3 separate regions of the Sus scrofa genome follow, and regions 1 and 3 are each linked to region 2. A link is a contact called in public HiChIP or PLAC-seq data. All regions are on one chromosome and are shown on one strand. Each heading gives the region's core, a stretch centred on a gene start, on an enhancer-like site or on the middle of the called end of the contact. The rest is flanking DNA. Distances are from core to core; before and after follow the strand shown. Region 1 overlaps RAD51B (DNA repair protein RAD51 homolog 2). Region 2 has its middle 62 kb from the start of ZFP36L1. Region 3 overlaps RAD51B (DNA repair protein RAD51 homolog 2).

Region 1 (3,164 bases), core at 125-2,624, 450 kb after region 2:
CAACATGATACATATGGTTAATCTGAGGTTAACTCAGATATATCAGCTGAATAGATTCTAATCCTCTATTATCAACCACAGAAACATGAGTCTGAATACTAGGCCCGTGAGCCGACTGTGTCAAAGGCATTTCCTCTACAACCATGGGGAGGACTCTTCTCTAGGTACAGGTACTCCAGGAGCTCTGGAGGGAAATTCCTCTCTAAAATGGCTCCTATCTAGAAGTGCTATCTTGTTGATTAACATTAATATTTTGCTACATAGTCCATCAAATCCTTAAACACTTAATTCTCATCTATTATTATTTCCTTGGATTTTTTTTTTTTTTTTTTTGCTCTTTAGGGCCACACCTGTGGTATACGGAAGTTCCCAGGCTAGGGGCTGAATTGGAGCTACAGCTGCCTGGCCTACACCACAGGCACAGCAACGTGAGATCCAAGCCGTATCTGTAACCTACACCACAGCTCACAGCAATGCTGGATCCTTAACCTACTGAGCTGGGCCAGGAATCGAATCCGAGTCCTCATGGTTACTAGTCAGGTTCATTACTGCTGAGCCACGACGGGAACTCCTCTTTTTGGATTTTTATAGCAACCTTCTGAGATGTGGAGAAAAGCTGTTATTGTCCTTATTAATAAGACGAAACTGAGGCTCAGAGAAGTTACTGGAATTGCGCCTTTGAAAGGAGGTAGGATTCTCATCCTAAATTTTGACAGTATTCGACTATCGTCATTTCTGCAAAATACCATCCTTACTCAGCAGAATAGAAATTAAAATTAAACTTTAGCAAAACTAGAGTTTCAGAAGGCAAAACAGGGTTTACCTGAGGTCAGGGGAGGGGACTGATTGCAAGGGAACATGAGGGAATTTTGGGGGTGATGGAAGTGTCGTTATCGGGTTTACATATTTGCCAAAACTCAAGCAAATTATATGCTTTAATGTATGTAAATTAAAATTTTAAAATGTGATGTTAATCTAATCCCCCAATTTTACTTTCCATAAACAAGGGAAATTATTGCCGTTTGTTAATCTCTTTCTACTGCTTTTGTCCAGAAGGCTAATTATCTCCTTGGAATGTTCTAGCAGTAAACATGTTCCGTCATCATTTCCTTCATGTTAGATGCAATGGCATTCTAGGTTTGCATAGGGGGATTTTTGTTCCTATGATACCATTTGTATTTGCCCTATGTAGTTGCCTACACTGAGGTATGTTTTTAATATTTGTGGTTGTCACAAGGTTTCTATGATTAGGGCTACTCTGGGGATCTGAATCAGCTGGATTGTTCACATTCAGAGCTCAAAACCAAAAGAGCAAACATTTCCAAAGAGCAAAAAAAAAAAGCAATGTCTTTCCTGAGAGCACAATATACTTCCCCTTTCGGAGCTGCCTTTGACACAGCTAAAGGGCACACAGATCCTCGGACGCAGCCTACAGGGGCAGATTCACAAGTCTGCTTTTTGGGGTGCGGGCACTCAATGAGAACTCAAGGCTCTGGTCTCCTGCTTTGGAACTGATTTGGAACCCTGATTCTGTACTCCTAAAAGATGAGCCCTCTGTCTCTGCAGCTCTGCACAGTACCCAGAACTACCTAAATAAACGGTTTGCTGATGGCTTGATGAAATAGAAATATTTACATATTTTCATAGCACTTTACAGAGTGCCTTCACATTTATTAGCGCACTTGAGGCAACAAATCTTGGGCATTCAGGGCTGTGATTAACTCTATTTCATAGAGATATCAAAGTCACCAGGAATATATGCTGTTTGTCAAAAGGCACTCGGCTCTTAGGTGGTGGAGTTAGAAGTTTGTTTTAGAGCCTGTCCTCTGCTCATTTACACCACAGGGCCTCTGATAACTTCACTCAGATCAAAAAGCCATGGGCTTCCAGAGAAGGAAGTCTCTAACATGTATTTCCGAGAGTGCAGACATTGATCACTTTGCTAGACAAGGATTTCCTCATTCCTCATGAGTTGGGGAAGAGATAAAGAATAAACAGGAGGGGAACATCTCTCCACCATCTACAAACCCTGTGCATACACCTTATCCCATTTGGTGGCATGACATCTCATTTACTGTGCATTCCAACATCACTGTATTTATAATCCGTATTTTGCTGAGCAGTCATATTTATCCCTCAGAGCATTAGCCATCCACTCCCTCCTCTGTGAACACTTCCCTGATCTTCCAGAGCAAATCGTTTTCCTTCTCTGGGTTACTTGATTCATACCAATAGAATAGCATTTACTATCTTACACTGTGCAATTAATTTTTTCATACCAGTCCATCCCCCTAGTCTGGGAACACCTTAAAAACAAGCACCATTGTCTCATTCACTTCTGTGCCACGGGCACAGCACCTGATACCTGGCAGATCCCAAGGAAATTATTGCTAAAAACTCACTATGGGACCTAACAAGTATGTGTGATGTTCTTAGCCATAAATGAATGATCCGTCTTAAGAGATCAAAGTTTACTAAGGTCAAATGAGCTACTGTTCCAAAGACACAGTAGCTCTGCCATTATAATCCTACCTCCAGCTCCAGTTTAAGAAGTCCATTTTAACCACTGATAAAAGTTATCGTAGGGCGTTCCTGTCGTGGCGCTGCGCTAACGAACCTGACTAGTATCCATAAGGACTGGTCTTGCTCAGTGGGTTAAGGATCCAGTGTTGCCACAAGCTGTGGTGTAGGCTGCAGACATGGCTCAGATCTCAAGCTGCTATGGCTGTGGTGTAGGCCGGCAGGTGTAGCTCCAATTTAACTCCTAACCTGGGAAACTTCCATATGCCATGGGTGCAGCCCTAAAAAAAAAAAAAAATGGTAGCACTGGTGTCTAGTTCATAAGGGTCTGTTCACTCCAGGCATCAGGGTAAGAGGAAGCCCTATCAGTAGAGGGAACTGGATACAGGATCGGAAGCTGAGATCCAAAATGATCCAACTCATTCCAAGATATCTGGTCGCTTGGCCAGTATTCCACACAATACACTTGATCTAGATTAACCCATTTTTTCACACCAAACCCTGTGATAAGTATATGCTATTGGGACGGTACGATTCAGAGAGATAAAAGTCTTTAGACCCCATATTCCATGTTTTTCCCAGTATTCGGCCTCCAAGCACACAGTTTCAATTTGAGAAAAGTAATACCCAAGGCAGATGAGAAG
Region 2 (3,387 bases), core at 885-3,384:
TTCAGGGGAGGTCACAGATGTGGCATAAGTGGCAGATGAGGCTCAGATCTGGTGTTGCAGTGGCTGTGAGCAGCTGCAGCTCCACTTCGACCCCCTGGCCTGGAAATTTCCATATGCCACAGGTGCAGCCATAAAAAGAAAAAAAAAGAAAAGACATCTCCTAGGGTGGACAGAAGGGTTTAAGGGGATTTGAGGATAACTCTGGGTTTGGGTGAGAGTTTTAAGCGTGGAGTTGGATGGAAGAGAAACATGGAAACTTGCTGGGAAGACTTGTGGGTATTGTGGTCAGCAAAACCTCGGGGTCCTCTCGCTCCCAATTCCATGCCCCCCCCCAAAAAAAAACAAAAACAAAAAAACAAAACATTAGGAAACTCCCTGACAACCAATGGGGTAAGGATTCTGGAATGCTTCTTTGGGTAAAAAATCTCAGGGCACAATACTATATATATGTGTGTGATAGTATGCTACTTTTGTGCAGGAAAAAAAGAATGGAAAAAGCAACTACATGCAATTATTTTCTTATAACTACATAAAGAAATTCTGGAAGGATGCGTAAGAAAATGAAGATGGCCATATGGACATAAGAACTGGACAGACGGGAGAATGAGAGAGGGGTGAGATGTTATTTATCCCTTCCTATGTTTTTATTTCTGACCATGAATTGGTTTACTTATCTCCCCAAAGGTCCTTTTTCATTTTTGACAACAACAACCCCCGCCCCTGACCCCACTAGCTCTGAGGTCCTCTCTGGATCATTGCCTGTCCATCCTGCCCGTATTTTCTGCCTCATTTTTGCTAATGTTATCACCGCTTCCTTTGCCTGACTTTTATTTTTTTTTTCTTTCCCTCCTCAGTCCAATTCCAGGCCTCCTTGTTTAAAACAAAACAAAGCTTTCCAAACCTAAACTCTATGCTGCGGCATTTTCCTTGAGTGGACGTACTGAGCGATGGTGGCTGGTAGCCTTCATCTCACAGGACTTCTTAGGCTCTGAACCCTGATGGTCCAGCTCCCCTGGCGAACGAAGGTGGGGCCGTCCCTGGCCTTGGGAACCCACTCCGCCCTTCGGTCACCTTCAACACATCCTTGAACATTCCGAGATGCTCCTGTGTGGGCCTCTCATTCTGTAGCCACAGTTGCAGAAATGCACCTCAACCATCATCCATCAAATCACCAGATGTCACCAGCTTTCCAGTTCCTGAGATACCTCTTGGTCCTTTTCTCACCAGGCTGGATAATTTTGATTCCTATAACGAATTCCACCACCCACCATCATTCCTTCTCTTCCATCTTTCCTTCCTTCCTTCCTCCCTCTTTTCTTTTTTGGCCGCCCCGCGGCATATGGAGTTCCTGGACCAGGGAGCAGATCTGAGCCGCAGTCGTGACTGAAGCTACAGCTGCGGCAATGCCAGATCCTCAACCCACTGTGCCGGGCTGGGGATCGAACCTGCGTCTCAGCACCCCCAAGTCACCACCAATTCCATTGCGCCACAGAGGCAATTCCCATGCCTTCTTTTGAAATCACTCCAAGCATCTTTCTTAATTTTTAGAGCCTCCGTTTTATAACAAGAGGCTAAGCCCTAAGTACAATGACAAGATTGTGACATGGTCTCTCTCTGCCTCTCTGCCTGGATCCCTGTTGAACGAGTGTTCAAATGCAAGAAAAATCTTTTACGTGTCAAAGTCTTTTTTGCAGTTCACAGAGCACCACCGTCCCCTTTATCTCAGCCTCTCTGCCTGGATCCCTGTTGAACACATGTCAAATGTAAGAGAAACCTCTTACATGTCATTGCTTTTTTTTTTTTTTTTTTTTTTTTTTTTTTTTTTTTTTTTTGCAATTCACTGAGCGCCACCATCCCCTTTATCTCACCCATCAGACCCTCTTAGTGTCTTACTATTTCCACTGATTCAGGTTAAGCTTGGCCCACTGGTCTTTATTTAGCTCATCTTTGTTATACCTGTGGGTAGATCTTATAAGCAGGCCTTGGCACTGGTTTACTTGTGGGTTTCCTTTTTAAAGGTCAGTGTGAAACAGGAAATGTGACTAAGAAAATCTTCCTCCATAAAGCTTCACTTCATTAACTGGAAAAAGGAGCCCATTGCCTCTGCCCCAATACTTACTCATGACCCAAACAGACACATTTCAAAAGAACACATAGTTCCCCAAACACTGAAACGTGCACACTAAGGTTCATGTGTGGATTGAGTGGTGACAGGTCAGGCTTGCCTTGTCTGGTCCATCCTCCTGCCAACTCGGGCTGCCTGTCACCATTCCTCACAGAATCTGGGGATTCTATGAAGGGACCTGGGAGGTCAGGGAGACCTCGTGCCTGACCAAGGAGGGGGTGGAGTTTAGGAGCTGGAACAGTTGGCAATATTCGTGTGGATGAAGGGCGAGCTAGATGGAAATCTGGGAGTCTTGACTCTTAAGCCACATCTGCCCCATTAAACCACATGCCTACCTCTTAAGCTTCTGGAGGGGCCCCTGCATCTTTCTTCTCTTAGCACATAAGCCCGGTGATGCTGCAGTGTGGACATGGGGTTGTGGGAGGGGACCCTGGGCAAACCCTCTAGGCTTCCACCCTTGGGGAGGCGGTAGTTGAGACACTTGGGATTGTTAGGTTTGCAACCTTACTCTGGTTTCCTCAACTATAAAATAGAAAAATAATAGCTCTTACTGTAGAGGATGAGCATGTGAGATGAAGACAAATTAATGCACAGAAAACATTTAGAGCAGTCTTGATGTGTGATCACTCTGTTAAGTATTAGCTATTATTATTCCGATGGGTTGGTCAGCTTTCCTCCATTCTATTCAACTGGACGAGAATTTGGCACCAACCAAGGGTTTTGCTGGGGCTGTGAAAATGGCCACATTGAAGCTCCACCTTAACTCTGGCCAGTCTCCCAAAGGCCAGCAGTTTGTCTTAAGGAAAACTGAAAAAAAAAAAAAAAAAAAAAAGAATATAGATGGTCCAATGCACAGTCGACGCTGGGCTATGTGGCATGGGGCCCACCTCTGAGATGTCCTGGTTTAGGACTGCAAGCAGTGCTGAGCTCTCAGAGACCTTGGGCCCAGTGTCAGTTCTGGCTTGGCATGTGATACTGGGCTGGGGAGCACAGCTTGAGGTGTAGGGGCTTGGGGCTCCATGTACTTGGACCAGACGCAGAGAGGGAATGTGGGATGACGTGAGGGGTGCCATGGTCAGGCTCAAGGGTGCTGAGTCCTGGCTTGACTCACCCTTCCATCTGCAATCTCAAGGCCTGTCTGCATGCTGGGAAATTCCTGGGGAGGGGAGGAGGTTAAACTCTGACCCTAAAAGGCACGTAGATGCTTCTTCAGAGCCTCGAGTTGCCTCACTCTGCCCGACAGCTTCCTGAAAATGTAGTCT
Region 3 (3,427 bases), core at 731-3,230, 490 kb after region 2:
AGACGGGAACACTCAGGTCCTGGTAATTAGCAGTAAGTGTCCGTGAGCTGAATGACTAAACGCATCCCCAAAGCAAGAGAAGTGGACTTTCCAGGATAGCTAAGTGCGTCATGAATCTAAAACTAAACATTTCTTCTAAAATAAACTTCATGAGAAGGAATATCAGCCAGACAAAATAATGTCATCAATGTAAGTGGTCTTGGCTTAGACAACCAGAACTGACCTCTCAGTCTGTGAATGTGGTCTCTTAGGGCAACAACCAGTATGGTGCCTGACAAATAACAGCCCTGTATGAGTGGGTGCCGTTGTCACCAGAGGGTTCTATTCTGACCTTTAGTCCATCTAAATAAATAGAAAAATAAGCTGTCTACTAAGAGGCCTACAATACTTAACCTTACATTAAAAAAATCAAAATTCCCACTCACAGCCCCATTTCCTAACACAAGTGAACCCCCCACCCCCCCCACCCTATTTCAAATACATGAATGAGCTGATGGCCTAGGGCCATAGCCCGCATGCTGGCATCTGAGGACAGATACTTAAATGCTCTTGGCAGTATCTTCTAGGTTTTCCTATAGGCCAACATCAGGCCAATTTATCTGACCTCTTTGATCTGCACGGCTCCTCCAGGACCTAGAGCTATTTTCTAGAGGCCTGAATGAGTCAGAAGAAGAACATGATTAATCAACTTGGAAAGATTTGAAAGCTGGAAGAGAGCCATTCTGTGAGTAAAACCTCGGAGCTGTGGGGCTGCAGCCGTTGGAAAGTTAGGGGATTTCCACGGTTGAAGCCATGTGGCCGCCTGGCTATGGTCCCTGACCTTGCAATAAAGACAGAACAGACCTCGCCGGGTGATTTACCTCAGACAGGCTCCTATGGCTGCTGCCTTTGGCTGCTCGCTCTGACTTGACAAAACCAAAGTTATTTCCCCCTGAGCCTTAGGAACTGGCTCCGCAAATTCCCTCTGCTTTTTCTTCCCAATGGGTAGCATTCTCAGCCCCTTGGCTTCACTTTTATGTACAGAGAGGCTTATAATTAGAAGGGTATGTAAAGCATCTGGCCCAGGACTAGACAAACATTAGGTGGGTCTGCTCTTTCCCGGCACGCAAGGTGGATGGGACCCTATTGCTCTTCTTTTTTTGACAGCTGGGAAGCCCTCAATACCACTTGAAATCACTTTTCCTTAAGATGTGTATCACTTGCCACTGCTTCTCACTTGGGCGACTCACATTCTCCCAAATCTTTTATAGGGGACTGGATTCCTGAAGTGACATTTTTTTAAAGATGCTACTCTAACAGTGTCGGGCTTTTATTCCTTAAAGTCCTGCAGACACTGAGGCTGAGTAGGATAAATACATGTTCCCTGTTTGCTGTTTAATGTGTAATGTTTTATTGAGGCAAGAAAAGCGTCTCGAATCTCTGATCTGTCTCCACTGGTATGTCTCTACTTCCATTCTCTTGCCCTTCCACGTTTGGTACGCCCTTCCCTCTTTCTTCTTTCTTTCAGTCAAACACAGCAATCGCTTGGATTTTATTCCCATTTATTGCCATCTCTTTCCTGCTTCTGCTTTCTGTTCTATCACCGCACCCATAATAGGTTCTTTGTGTCTGCTGTCGAAAATGTGTCAGCAGGATCAGGATGTACTAATGCCTGACTGCTTGCTGGTCTCCTGTCCCCGTTTCTCTCTTTAATATCATCTGGTTTCCTTACGTAACTTCTCAGGACCTCGTCCATTAACTTAAGAAAGAAATTTAGGCGAAGGTGTTTAATTCTCTTCCCTATCAGAAAAATGAAAACTCCAAGTGTCTGCCCATTCAGCAAACTAACTGCCTGAATGCGGTCATACATCTTAGCTATACATGCAGACATATACATGTAAACTTTCACTGACAAAAGAGTTCTCATCCCTTGAGTCATGGTTCACAAGGCATTTGTTGAGCAATGCTAGCTGCTGCTTTTCACCGTGCTGGCATGGAGAGAGAGCCCTGGGGATTTTGCCTTTTGGCCCACAGATCAGTAAACACATTAGGGATTAACCGTGAAGTGATAAGAAGCTTGGGAGTAGGGCACTAGAACATTGATTTAGAGGAGGCGAAAAGAAAGGAATTTCAGGAAAAGGAATAGAAGTTATGAAATGGAAAAGAATTTTTAAAAGAATGTGTGTGTGTGTGTGTGTGTGTGTGTAACTGAATAGCTCTGCTGTACAGCAGAAATGAACACAACACTGTAAATCAACTATACTTCATTTAAAAAAAAAAAAAAAAAGCTATGAACTGTAAGACCAAATAGGGAAAAGAAAGGAGAGATGAAATAGAGTTAAGAGAAAAGAAGATTTAGAGAGAAAACACAAGACTAGATGAAGGAAGGCAGAGTGGTTCAGGAAAGAAAGAAAGCGGGCATAGAGCCATGAGAGCAGAAAAAGGTGGCCCACAGCTGGCCATCCACTTGAGAAAAAGCGCACGAAGGAACATACTTAGGAGTAAGTAAATACAGATGAGAAAACATTCCAAGTCAATGTGTCATCCGCATTTTAAAATCCCCTTTGTTATTATAATCTACTATCCACAATATGGCTTCTTGTTAGAAATCCCTCAGCCTATGGAAATAGAAATCTCTGTCTTGCTGATCCTTTTGAAGTGAGTTACTCTCATCAAAGCCCGCAAAGACTCAAATCCTGTGGATTGACACAACTCAAAAGTGAGACAATCGCTTAACCGGGAGGTTCTTGTGACAGTTTACTTCTAATAACTGGCCTTAATTTTGGCCTTCCAGAAGGGATGACGACAGTGATGATGGTGATTTTTATCACAAAGAATTTTTTAAAATTCATGTTGCTCCAGGCAACTACAATGACCAGTGATGCCCCTTGCTAATGACTGGTTTAAATTCTAAAAGTACGCTGGAGACAAAAGGACGTGACAATTACAGCTGAGCACTCCTGAGCTGGGACAAGCATCTGCAGGGCACATCCTAAGACGCAGAAACCCCTGCATGGCTGTTCATTTCTTGGGCTGTAAGCCTGAATCTTTTCCTCCCCTGCACAGATCTGTAGTGGACATCTGCTGCCTTTGAATCTCCCTTTCTTTTGGTAGAAATACCATGGTTTGGGAACTCTTGTGACCTTTGTTGTAGGCAGTGCTGGTGGGACTCTCATTCCAGGTGCAGGTGATTCCTGTAGGCAAGCACAGGCTTATAACCCAAGCCAGCCAATCAGATTCTCTCCTGGGACTCCGAATAATTAGCTGAACAATAAAGATGTAAAAAAATTCCTGGAATGGATTCATTCCAGAAGTAGTACTGTGAGGTATCTATTCGTTCCTGTTTCCTGGATTCCTAGAGTTGTCCTGCTCTGAAAATATATTCACTCTACTTTTCCTTCAATTCTATGACCCATTCCATATCCCTTCAAAACTTGGGGGTTTTTGT

Evidence for each region. HiChIP or PLAC-seq counts read pairs in DNA pulled down with a chosen protein or histone mark.
Region 1: an H3K27ac HiChIP or PLAC-seq map of alveolar macrophages shows a contact between it and region 2. The contact joins two enhancer-like sites. A contact is called at or near these places in 1 of 47 Hi-C or Micro-C datasets (liver) and 1 of 2 datasets of contacts at active chromatin or transcription factors (alveolar macrophages).
Region 3: an H3K27ac HiChIP or PLAC-seq map of alveolar macrophages shows a contact between it and region 2. The contact joins two enhancer-like sites. A contact is called at or near these places in 1 of 47 Hi-C or Micro-C datasets (liver) and 1 of 2 datasets of contacts at active chromatin or transcription factors (alveolar macrophages).

The regions. Positions count from the first base shown.
Region 1 is chr7:91,985,806-91,988,969 of Sscrofa11.1, reverse strand. All of the region lies in intron 8 of RAD51B (DNA repair protein RAD51 homolog 2), which reads right to left. Among named protein-coding and RNA genes, the nearest start is that of RAD51B, 390 kb to the right of the region's middle. Within about 2 kb of position 1,374, at least 15 of the 83 cell types and tissues checked have an H3K27ac peak or open chromatin away from gene starts, as enhancers often do. A contact at or near this core is called in alveolar macrophages, where this site is marked.
Region 2 is chr7:92,431,863-92,435,249 of Sscrofa11.1, reverse strand. No RefSeq gene overlaps it. Among named protein-coding and RNA genes, the nearest start is that of ZFP36L1, 62 kb to the left of the region's middle. Within about 2 kb of position 2,134, at least 10 of the 83 cell types and tissues checked have an H3K27ac peak or open chromatin away from gene starts, as enhancers often do. A contact at or near this core is called in alveolar macrophages, where this site is marked.
Region 3 is chr7:91,943,839-91,947,265 of Sscrofa11.1, reverse strand. The region is part of intron 8 of RAD51B (DNA repair protein RAD51 homolog 2); the gene reads right to left. Among named protein-coding and RNA genes, the nearest start is that of RAD51B, 350 kb to the right of the region's middle. Within about 2 kb of position 1,980, at least 43 of the 83 cell types and tissues checked have an H3K27ac peak or open chromatin away from gene starts, as enhancers often do. A contact at or near this core is called in alveolar macrophages, where this site is marked.